Linked DNA regions of Mus musculus: region 2 is linked to region 1. Evidence: chromatin contacts called from public HiChIP or PLAC-seq data. All regions are on one chromosome and are shown on one strand. The core of a region is the stretch at or near the end of the contact, and the rest is flanking DNA. Distances in the headings are between cores, read along the strand shown.

Region 1 (5,108 bases), core at 2,292-4,791:
CCTTCTCCCACAGGGCTCCAGGGATAGAGATTTTAGCGTAAAGTCCTGAATTGGTCTCAGTGAGCCAGAAAGTACTTACCTTTAAGAACCATCTCTCTCACTCTCAGCCTGGATAAGCATTTTCCTTGGGAAAGGGGGGATATGTAGGTCTCCAACTTATGAGTTTCAAGGCCACAGTCTTATAATTGGGACAGACTAGAGGAAACAATTGCTCTTTGCAAAGCCAGAGCTCTAAATCAAAGCATGGAAAAGAGGCCAAGGGCCCTAGGCTAACATCTGTTGTTGAGTCATAGCCTGAACAGACTCAGGCCCTAGCTCAGCAGCTTGGCTCTGAGGAATCAGAGAACTCAGGGGATTCCACGGGCCCCACAAAAACAGCCACCCAGAACCAGGAGCTGGCTAAAGAGGGAACATTGCTTCTCTATCCCAGGGGGCATTATCCTCCTCCATTCAAGTATGGTGTCAAGCAGAACAGCTTCCCAAAGTGGAAATGTTTCATCGAACAGTTCATGGTCAACAGTGATTTAAAACGGGGACAAAGCCAGGCATGGTGGTACACACCTGTAATCCCAGCTCTTGGCAAGCAAGGCAGGGGATAGGGGCTTTTGAGGCTCCCAAGAAAGACACAGGGAGAGCTCCAGAGACACAAAGAAAGTGAACATTAGACACCTGTCTGGCCTGGAACTCACTATATAGACCATGTATACCTCAAACCCACAGAAATCAACCTGCCTTTGCCCCCTAATTACTGGGGTTAAAGGTGTGCACCACTATGCTCTGTGTTCCTTTTTTATTTATTCTAAGTCAGGGTCTTACTAAGTTGAGCAGGTTGCCCTTACATTTTCAGTCCTCCTTCCCCATCACCAAAGCAGCTGAGGCTAACAATCTGCTTCTCTTGGCTGAGACAGCATGTGCTACCAGGCTCTTTTCTGCTTAGTGCAAGGAAAAATGAAGACATGGAATATGGGCAGTTGTTGGGCAGGCAGGGAACAAGCGCTCCTGTGAGCTTTTTTTCCATCACCAGGCTTGCAGCCCAGGTTTATAGGAGGCTGACAATGATGGCTGCATGTCTGGGCAGCTCTTAACGCCCTCATGGCAGAGGTCCCAGAGAGGCAGAAATCAAGCCTCCTCGGTAGCACACAGGAGTTGGCTTAAAACACTACAAAACACAGGCAATAAAAGACAGCAGAAGCCAGGAGCTTGCCACCTCCTCAGCCCCATCCAACATCTCTAATTGGAAGGACTGTCGATGCTGTTGTTTCCCAGCTACTCTCCTGCATCCGCCCTGGCCTCGTTCATTCCTTGCAGCAGCCGCTCACCGCTCACCGTGGCTTGTAAAGCAGACCCCAGAGTTCTCTCTCCTTTTTTTTTCTTTCTGATCCCTTAGAGCCTTGTTTCTGGTCTCCAGAAAGTCTCCTGCCCACTTCCTATCTCTACCCCACATCTCTGCTCCTCCCATGTAGCTCAGCAGGCCCTGCAGGAGAGCCTCCCTTTCCTGCAGGGCAACACTCACTCCTGCATCCTCTAGCTAGGCCAGTCTTCTCGGCATCCTTGCCAACCCCACCCTGCTTCCACCCTGTTAATATTCTGACACAAGCAGTCTGGATATACCTGCGCCAAGCAAGACTGCCGGTGCAAGAGAAACCCAGGAGTCAGGAGCCGCAGCCACATCTGGGGCGGGATGTTTCCAGAGTGTTTTGATGCCTGTATTGTGAATACAGCTGAAGCAGGGGGAAAAGTTACAGTCTCAATAGAAAGAGAAAGGGAAACCAGAGGGATCAGGCAACAGGACCGTGTTGTCCATTTCCTTGGCCCAGAAGAGTTTGTGTAAATTCACCTATGTCTTGTTTGGCTCTGTAGCCCACTAGCTTCCTGGCAGAAAGGGATGAAAAGAAAAGCCACTGTACTAACAGAGACTTCCAGAAACCACCAAACCCTTGAAGAGTTGCAGTCAGCATTTCCCAGAGCTTTTCACTTCTGCAAAGGATGTGAGCTGCTCACGTGCCTCTCCTGTGACTGCTGTCCCTCCATGCAGTCTTAGGACCTATAACCAAATCAGGACACACTGTGGCCAAACACAGGGTTCCTAGACAGGGTCAAAGCTTGGGTTAGACCACAGGGCCTGATGGCTGGTAACTTTTCTGAATACCACAATCACCTACCCATCAAAATCAGAGAGTTGTAATTCACTGCTCACATGCTGACCACAGGATGCTACCTCTGAGAGACAGTGTATCATGTGCTCTCATTCTCCCCAAGAAGTAAAAGACCCACGGGGCAAAGAGATGTTAGCATAATTTATTAAAGTTGCCATACAAAGACTATGTCACAGACAGGAAAAGAATTTGAAGGGGCACGGAGATTATGTACAACCCACTCGTTCTGCCTGAAGTCTCAGGACACTGTACAGACAAAGCCAGGATCTGGGTCTAGTCCTGACACAGAAACACACAAGACTTAAGGCTTCTGGTTGTGAGCCAAGTAGAACACTCATGAGGCTACTAGACCACACTATAGCGAACACGATGAGCTGCAGGGTCATTCAGGGCTGGGATAGAGGTTGTTATGGGTGGAAGTGTTCAGAGAGATTAGAAGAACCTCTGTTTCCTCCCAAACAGTCCCCACTGCCCTATTCCCCAGACAGCACACACTCTGGGACAGACATGAGCCTCCTGAGATACAGGTAGACTCTAGGGAAAGAAAGGAAAAGCAGCAGCTAGAGGGATGGCATGGGGAGTTAGTATGACACTGTGAAACCAACGAGGCCAACCAGGATACTTTCCCCATGTCCAGGTAAACCTAAATACCTCGGCAGAAAGCTGCAGAACACTGGTACTAAATCAATTATGAGATATAAGCAAAACCAGCAATAACTTAGCAAAATAAATACAGTAGCAGTTTTGCTGAGACTGACAGAGAAGACAGTTCTCAGTTCTGGGTTAGGGAGGCTAAGGTGTGCCTCTCAGGACACCGCAGGGGAAAACCCACAGACGGGGAGCTTCCATGAACTATTCATAGCCCCAGAGAATCTTCCTACCCAAAACTGCAGCCTGAATGGACATTCCTGTGTCCCCAAAAGGCAAGGCTATCTAGTAGGCCAGGTTCCCTGGCTAAGACCAGGCCTGGCCAACTATATCCCCCATTGGCTGTCTGGAAAAGGCCCTGGTCAGCATGGCACAAGGGTGGAGTCAAGCGGAAAACAAACAGTTTGTTGCTAAGAACTGAGCTGTGTTTGCAGAAGGAACGTCACTCCCCCAGGACACGCTCCAGTCACTCTGCGCATCTGGGCTTCTAGCTTTTTGGGCTGAGACAAATTTTGTCACTTCTCTGGACTTACCAAGGGCCTGGCTTTTGGGCAGCTAGATTCCAGTGCACACAGCAGGGAAGCTCTGTTATGTGGAGAAAACACTAACTGAGAATAAGGGTATTGCTTCGTTCCTGCTAGCAGGAGACTGTCTTCCCAAGGTCTGCAGTGTCCTGAGGAGACAGGCGCTCCGGACCCATCTGCCAGCAAGCAGAGCCTGGGGCAAGAGCCCAGGACCTGCGGCTACCAGGGTAGTCAGGAAGTCAGTCAGTATCAACCGCCTACAAGGGAGGAGGGCTTCTCTGCAGGACTGAGGCAACTGCAACGGCAACGTCCATCTCCTGGCAGCTCAGGTTTCCACCACCCGGATGAGAGGCATAGGCTTGGGGCTGGGGGGCTTCGATATCCTGACACTGGAGAGAAAGGAATAAATGCTGAGAGCAGCTGCTGTGCCCGGCTTCACTGAGCCTCCCCTCTGTGGTACCTCTGGAATACTACACTGCAGCGCTGACTTATCTCCTGAGGTGTCAAGGGTGATAAAGATAGTAGTTACACAACTGAGAGGTGAACATAGCTGAGATTCTTGGGTTTTCCCTACAAGATTTAAGGCCTTCTTGTGAATCTCTTAAAAACAAAAGACCCTTCTCTAGAAATATGTATTATGTGTGTGCGTGCGTGTGTGTATATATGTACACATACACACATACATAAATTTGTGATAGGGAAATATATAAATAAATGTTATATACAATCTTCAGGAGTTCATATACTTCCAGAAGCCTTGCATGGTCCTCCCAGGCTAGAAAGTAGACTGTTGAACTCAGATCGGGAATCGGGGCAGAAAGCTGGGTTTAAGTCTTCCTTCCCTCGGCAAGGAAGGCTTTACAAAGCTCCTTGGCTCTCCTGTTCTCCTGCCCCCCCCCCCCCCCACACACACACACTTACCTGCCCAGGTTCTCTGTCTTGGCACGGGCCTGTGTGCTGAAGTTTCCGTGGCTGACCTGCTTCTCTATTAGATGCTCCATGCGGTCGTGCATCTCTAAGTTCTGAAACGTGAATGGGGGTTACAGTGGGTCTCTCTGGCTTGCTACATTTAACTGGCATGGATGCTCCTGTCAGCCCTGTGACTACTAGCATGCCACAGATCACACTCTGCCTCAAGCAACACCAGTCTCGTCTGGCTCCCTGTCTACGTGTATTTCCTGTATGCAGCTTCTTGTCCTCAGTCAAAATAGTTATGTGCCTTTGTCAACAGCCTAGGTTTTAAAATATCTGTAGTTTTGTTTGTTTTTACTTTTACTTTTTACTTATATGTATGTCTGTGCAAGTGTATGCACATGCATACAGGTGTCTTTGGAGTCCAGAAGTGTCAGGTGCCCAGGAACTGGTCATATAGGTGGTTATGGGCAGCCAGATGTGGGTGCTGGGAACCAAACTCAAGTCCTCTGGAAGAGCAGCAAGCCCTTAACCTCTGAGCTACCTCTCCAGCCCATATACTTTTGGTTTGGCTTAGTTTTTCCCGATAGTTTTATTTTTAACTCTAGACCATATTTTCTCTAAATACCCTGTGTCTCATCTGTCTCCCTTATTACAGAGATCTTCACACAATGACTTGCAACATGATCTGAAGGTAGGCAACAGCTGCAGCAAAGCAGAAATGAGACTAGGAAGTCATCTTGGTAGCCAACTGAACCCATTACCAGAGCTATGAGGAGATGCCAACCACTGAATGTGCCCTCTCCCTTCAAACCTGGCTCCACTGTAAGCTCATATGGTTAAAATGTGCCATGGTAGTGGCTTGCAC
Region 2 (5,066 bases), core at 1,327-3,826, 110 kb after region 1:
CCTGCTCTGGGCAGCACAACTCTGAATTGGATTAGAGACTGCAACCTGCTGGCAGCTTTAATAAATCTGGCAAATTATAATCTGAATTGAGTCTGGTGTGATTGTTTCCCGGTGATCTCAAACTCCATGACAATCTCTCAGTGATGGAGTGCATTTACAACCATAGGACAGCTTCAATTTTCAGCACCAAAGTGAGGATGGTGAGAAGGAGGGGGGAGGAGGAGAAGAGGAGGAAATAAACTGGTAAGATACAGAGAAACCAGATCATTTGTGGCTGGTTAGGATGTAGAAGGGAACTTTTCTCCCAGCTTTTTTCGTTTGTTTCCTTGTTTTGTTTTGTTTTGTTTTGTTTCGAGACAGGGTTTCTCTGTGTAGCCCTGGCTGTCCTGGAACTCACTTTGTAGACCAGGCTGGCCTCGAACTCAGAAATCCGCCTGCCTCTGCCCACTCACGGCTGGGATTAAAGGCATGCACCACCATGCCCGGCTTTCTCCCCACTTTTTGAGCTGTTCATGCAGCTCTGTGGTGAAGTGTCTGCTCCAAGTACACAAAGGCCCGAGATTCAAAACCCCAACCAGGTGCAGCGGCACAGGCTTCACGCCTTTAATCCCAGCCCTTGGAAGGTAGAGACAGGCAGAGCTCAGTGAGTTTGACAACAGCCTCGTCTACAATCTAGTTTCAGGATAGCCGGGGCTTCATAGACTTTATCTCAAAAAACCAAAAACAGCAGGTTGTCCCCCCACCCAACTTAGGCAAGTGTGAGTGTGTGTGTGTATGTGTGTGTGTGTGTATGTCAGCGAGGGGGTAGGGAGGAGGGAGAGGGAAAGAGAGAGGAGATGTGTGTTCGCATATATGAGGGTGTGTTTGTGCACCTGTGTGCACATGCATGGAGGTCTGAGGCTGATGTCACAAATCCTTCACCAACTCTTCCACTTTCTGAGACAGGATCTCCCAATCCAACACAGAGCTTACCTTACCAATACCACTATCCTTGCTAGCGAGTTTACTCCAGGAATCCCACCTCTGCTTTCCACCTGATGCTAGGCTGGAGAGATGGCTTAGCAGTTAAGAGTTATTCCTGCCACACCTCCTGTCCCCACCAAGGAGGATCCAAGTTCAGCTCCCAGCATTTACATAATGGTTCACATCTGTCTGAGACACTAGTTCCAGGAGATCAAACAACCTCTTCGACCCTCTGTGGGACATAAATGTGGCACACTCGAAAAATACTCATGAACATTAAAATAAAGTCCTCCTGCTCAGACCACACCTCAGAACAGTTGTCCTCATCTCCTGGGAGAGGACCAAGGCATCAACTCCTTTAAAGCTTTCATTGTTCATCCAAGGAGCAGCCAATCAGAGATGATGCTGTAGGAGGACCCCCCCTACCAACAGTCGTTGCTTCTAAGCAGTTAGCTTAGGGTATTTTTGCCTTTTTTGTCTTTGTTGTTTACTTTTTATACCAAATAAGTATGAGGTGGGATGGCCAGCCCTGTTACCTACCTCAGGTGGGCTACTGTAGAGAGTCATGGGACTCTGACTAAAGCCATTTGGCTTTTCTAGTACCACCTGTTAAAAGAAAATAAAATCAGGAGTTAAAAACAATTTAACCAAGCAAAGAATTTTGAAGCATTATATTTCTAAGACGTCAAATGGTACAAACCAGCGAGATGGCCCAGAGGCACTTGCCACCAAATCTGACAATCTGAGTTCAATCCCCAGAACTCCCACAAGTTGTCCCTTGACATCCACATGTGTGTTGTGGCATAAGTGCATGCACATACACATTTACATGTGTGCTGGCTCACATGCAAAATAAAGGTGAAAACATTTTTTAATCTTATAGGGAAAGAGAGAGGGGGGGAAAAGGAGGGAAGAAGTGGGAAGCAGGAAAAGGGTGGAATGGAGACAAACAGAAGAGAGGAGAGGAGCAAGGGAGGGAGACAGATTTCCACTGCTCCACGAGAAAACAGAAAGTAGAGGGTCGGAAAATGGCCTTGAGGGAACTATAACCTGTGGGGTGGACGAAACAGACCTCAGGCTAATGCCTGCAGTGGACTGGAAACCGTGTGAGACTCGTCCCTCCCAGGAGTACAAGCTGCTGCCTGCCATAAACACTGCGCTCTCTGTGGTGGGGATCCTGACAGGTTTTGACCAAGCATCCATCAAAAAGAAAGCTTTTGCTATGATCCTATCTAACCCAAAGCCAGACTGCTCACCACACGACGACTGCTATCTGTGCCAACAAGAGGCCTGGGCTTTGTGGCCTGACTCTGCACACAATACTCTGGTGCCTCTCACCAGACAGGTGTGACAACTGCCTCTGCAGTGCTGCTTCAGCTAAGGCAAAGTAAAGGTGGAAACAGTCACAACAGGAAACCCAGTCAAGACAACAAGGAACCCACCCTGCACCAGCTACTAGGCCACTGTTCCCTTCCCGACAGGGAGGAGGCTTCTGGAGAAAGGCCATCTGACTCAAACCAAAAGGCAAACAAAGGAGACAGAAGTCTGATCTCAGGAGCCCAAGTGAGAGGTCGACAAGGCATTCCCTACTTCTGAGAACACTCCTTTCCTGGAACTTTGAAACAGCTAGAATCCCACACTAGCCTCTCAGATTAGATTTATACACTGTTTGTCCCTCCACTGTTGATGCTTCCACATCCTACATCCTAGGCCAGGCTAGGGACACAGGGGAAGAATGGTGAACCCCTAAGGAGTCCAGGGCTGAGGCAGGACTGGATCAAGATTTCCACTTTTGGACTGAGGAGGTGGCCACACTTGCAGAGGACCTGACTTTGGTTCCCAGCACCCATATGCAGCACATAACCATCTCTAATGTCAGTTCCAGGAACCTAACACTCTTTTGGCCTCCTGGGACACTAGGCACATGCATGGTATGCAAACAAGGGCAAGGAAACGTTCATACATATAAAATGAAAATAATAAATCTTAGCTGGGTATGGTGGTGTCCATCTCTAATCCCAGCATTTGAAAGGCAGAGGCTAGTGGATCGCTTTGTGTTAGAAGCCATCATGGTTTACATAGTAAGTTCTAGGATAGCTAGGGCTACACAGAAAGACCTTATCTCAATGGAGAGAGAGATGGGGAAAGAGAGAGAGAGAGGGAGAGATTGATTGAGAGATGAAATTAACACAGACAAAAATCTTTATTAAAAAAAAAGACTTCCATTTTACTTAGGTTCACCCAAGTTCAGCAAGATCAACTTATAAGAAGTTTGCATCCATAGTTGACTGTCTATGACTATGTACTGGGAACACAAACTCTGATAATTTTCAGGAAACCAGATCCCTGATACACTCTCCCTTCCTGACCATGTCTTGAGAGTCAGCGCCATTCCAACGTACCTGTATCTCCTGCTGACGCAGAGGGTCTCCTGGACTCCTGTCAAGCTTGCTACTGATATCCTCCCGGAGCTTCTGCAGGCAGTTCCTGGCCTGGGGAAGAAGGCCTGGCACTTGAGATTCAGGGTAGGGAAAGGAAACACCTTTGGGTCACTTCCCCAACCCATATTATTCTCAGTCTGGCATGGTTCTAACAGTGGCTGCAGACAGAGGAATTGTGTTCAATGGGGCTGACAACCCAACCTCTCTTGTACAAACCAGATATATTAATCGCCTCCTCTGGCAGTGCTGACATGCTAGTTGAGAAGACATGGGACACAAAAGACAAATAAGATGTGCACTACAGAATCCAGTAGTAAGTGCTAAGAAGCCAGGCAGGGGCAGGGAAAGACTGGGGAAGGTGAGATTACAACCAAACAGATGACAGAGTGGGTTGATTAATAGATGAGATTGAAAAGGTCAAAAATGTTTTGTGACAGCGTCTTTCAGATCTCTTTAAGTTCAAGGCCAACCCAGTCGGCATAGAGTTCCAGGACAGTCATGGCTTCACAGAGAGATCCAGTCTCAAAAAACCAAGTAACAAGTAAAAATGTATAAATAAATATAATTTGATGCACAGGAGAGCATAGGGGCCGGGGGGTGGTGGTGCACGGCTCTAATCCCAGCACTTGGGAGGCAGAGGCAGGCAGATCTCTGAGTTTGAGGCCTGCCTGGACTACAAAGTGAGTTCCAGGACAGCCAGGGCTACACAGAGAAACCCTGTCTCCAAAAAAAAAAAAAAAAAAAAAAAAAAAAAAAAAAAAGCATAGCATGGGGGAACTTAAGTGACATAAAAGGAACAGAAGGGAAAACCATCAGAACCCATAAAAAAAGGTAGCTCTGAAAATCTAAGGTTCAGGACATGTAGGTATTCCGTCCAAGGAAAGGGGTCCGCACCTCCTGGATGTACTGGACCTCACTCTTCAGCTGGTCGATGTTCTTCTCATGGGTCATCTTGTCCCCAGACCTCCCTTTCAAGTACACCTGCACTGTTTAGTTAAGAAACACATAGCCCCATACTCAGGAGGAAGGAACACACCAGGTGACTATCTGGTGATTCAGCTTAGCAGAGTTAAAAATGGGTCCCCATTACTCTGGGTAGCAGTACTGGGGACCAAATGCAGGCACCACTCATGCAAGACAAGCACTACCAACCGAGGGAGGGATTTAATGCTCTGCTCAGCATAGGTCAGCATTTTCCAGCTGAGGAGACGTCTCTGACTGTTAGTAAGTCTTTAGTGGAATATTATGCAGCCAGTAAAACAAGAGATACAGACACAGAAGATGGTACAATGTGTTATAAGTGTGGGAGGGGTTGAGAGAACAGAGTATACCATCACAATTTGATTTTCTCTTTTTAAAAAGTGCACATGTATTTCTAGGAGGGTATACAGCACAATGTTTACAATGGTTACCCTGCTAGATTATGGGACAGCACTGTCCTCTTCAAGAAGCATGCAATTCTTTTGAGTAAGGAAAGAAAATAAAGTAATGAACAGCATTCCATTTGAGAAGGAATAAGTAAACAATTCTGATTTGTAGATGTTGTAACCTTGCAGAGAGAACAGCCTAAGAAACCCCACAGATGACAATTCTAGAGCAGCAAGGCTAAAAGACACTACCTCAGTGTAAAACTGGCTCTCTCCCGATATTCTAGCAATTAGC

The links. HiChIP or PLAC-seq counts read pairs in DNA pulled down with a chosen protein or histone mark.
Region 2: an H3K27ac HiChIP or PLAC-seq map of extraembryonic endoderm stem cells shows a contact between it and region 1. The contact joins two enhancer-like sites. A contact is called at or near these places in 2 of 484 Hi-C or Micro-C datasets (the G1E-ER4 cell line and pancreatic cancer cells), 1 of 115 datasets of contacts at active chromatin or transcription factors (extraembryonic endoderm stem cells) and 1 of 9 other capture datasets (liver).

Annotation. Positions count from the first base shown.
Region 1 is chr3:94,610,475-94,615,582 of GRCm38.p6, forward strand. It overlaps Tuft1 (tuftelin 1), which reads right to left. Exons shown (of 13, transcript NM_011656.3): 12 at 4,250-4,350; 13 at 2,279-3,717. The coding sequence ends at 3,654. Among named protein-coding and RNA genes, the nearest start is that of Snx27, 30 kb to the left of the region's middle. Within about 2 kb of position 3,542, at least 48 of the 459 cell types and tissues checked have an H3K27ac peak or open chromatin away from gene starts, as enhancers often do. A contact at or near this core is called in extraembryonic endoderm stem cells, where this site is marked.
Region 2 is chr3:94,718,520-94,723,585 of GRCm38.p6, forward strand. It overlaps the pseudogene Gm15264. Among named protein-coding and RNA genes, the nearest start is that of Selenbp2, 27 kb to the left of the region's middle. Within about 2 kb of position 2,577, at least 5 of the 459 cell types and tissues checked have an H3K27ac peak or open chromatin away from gene starts, as enhancers often do. A contact at or near this core is called in extraembryonic endoderm stem cells, where this site is marked.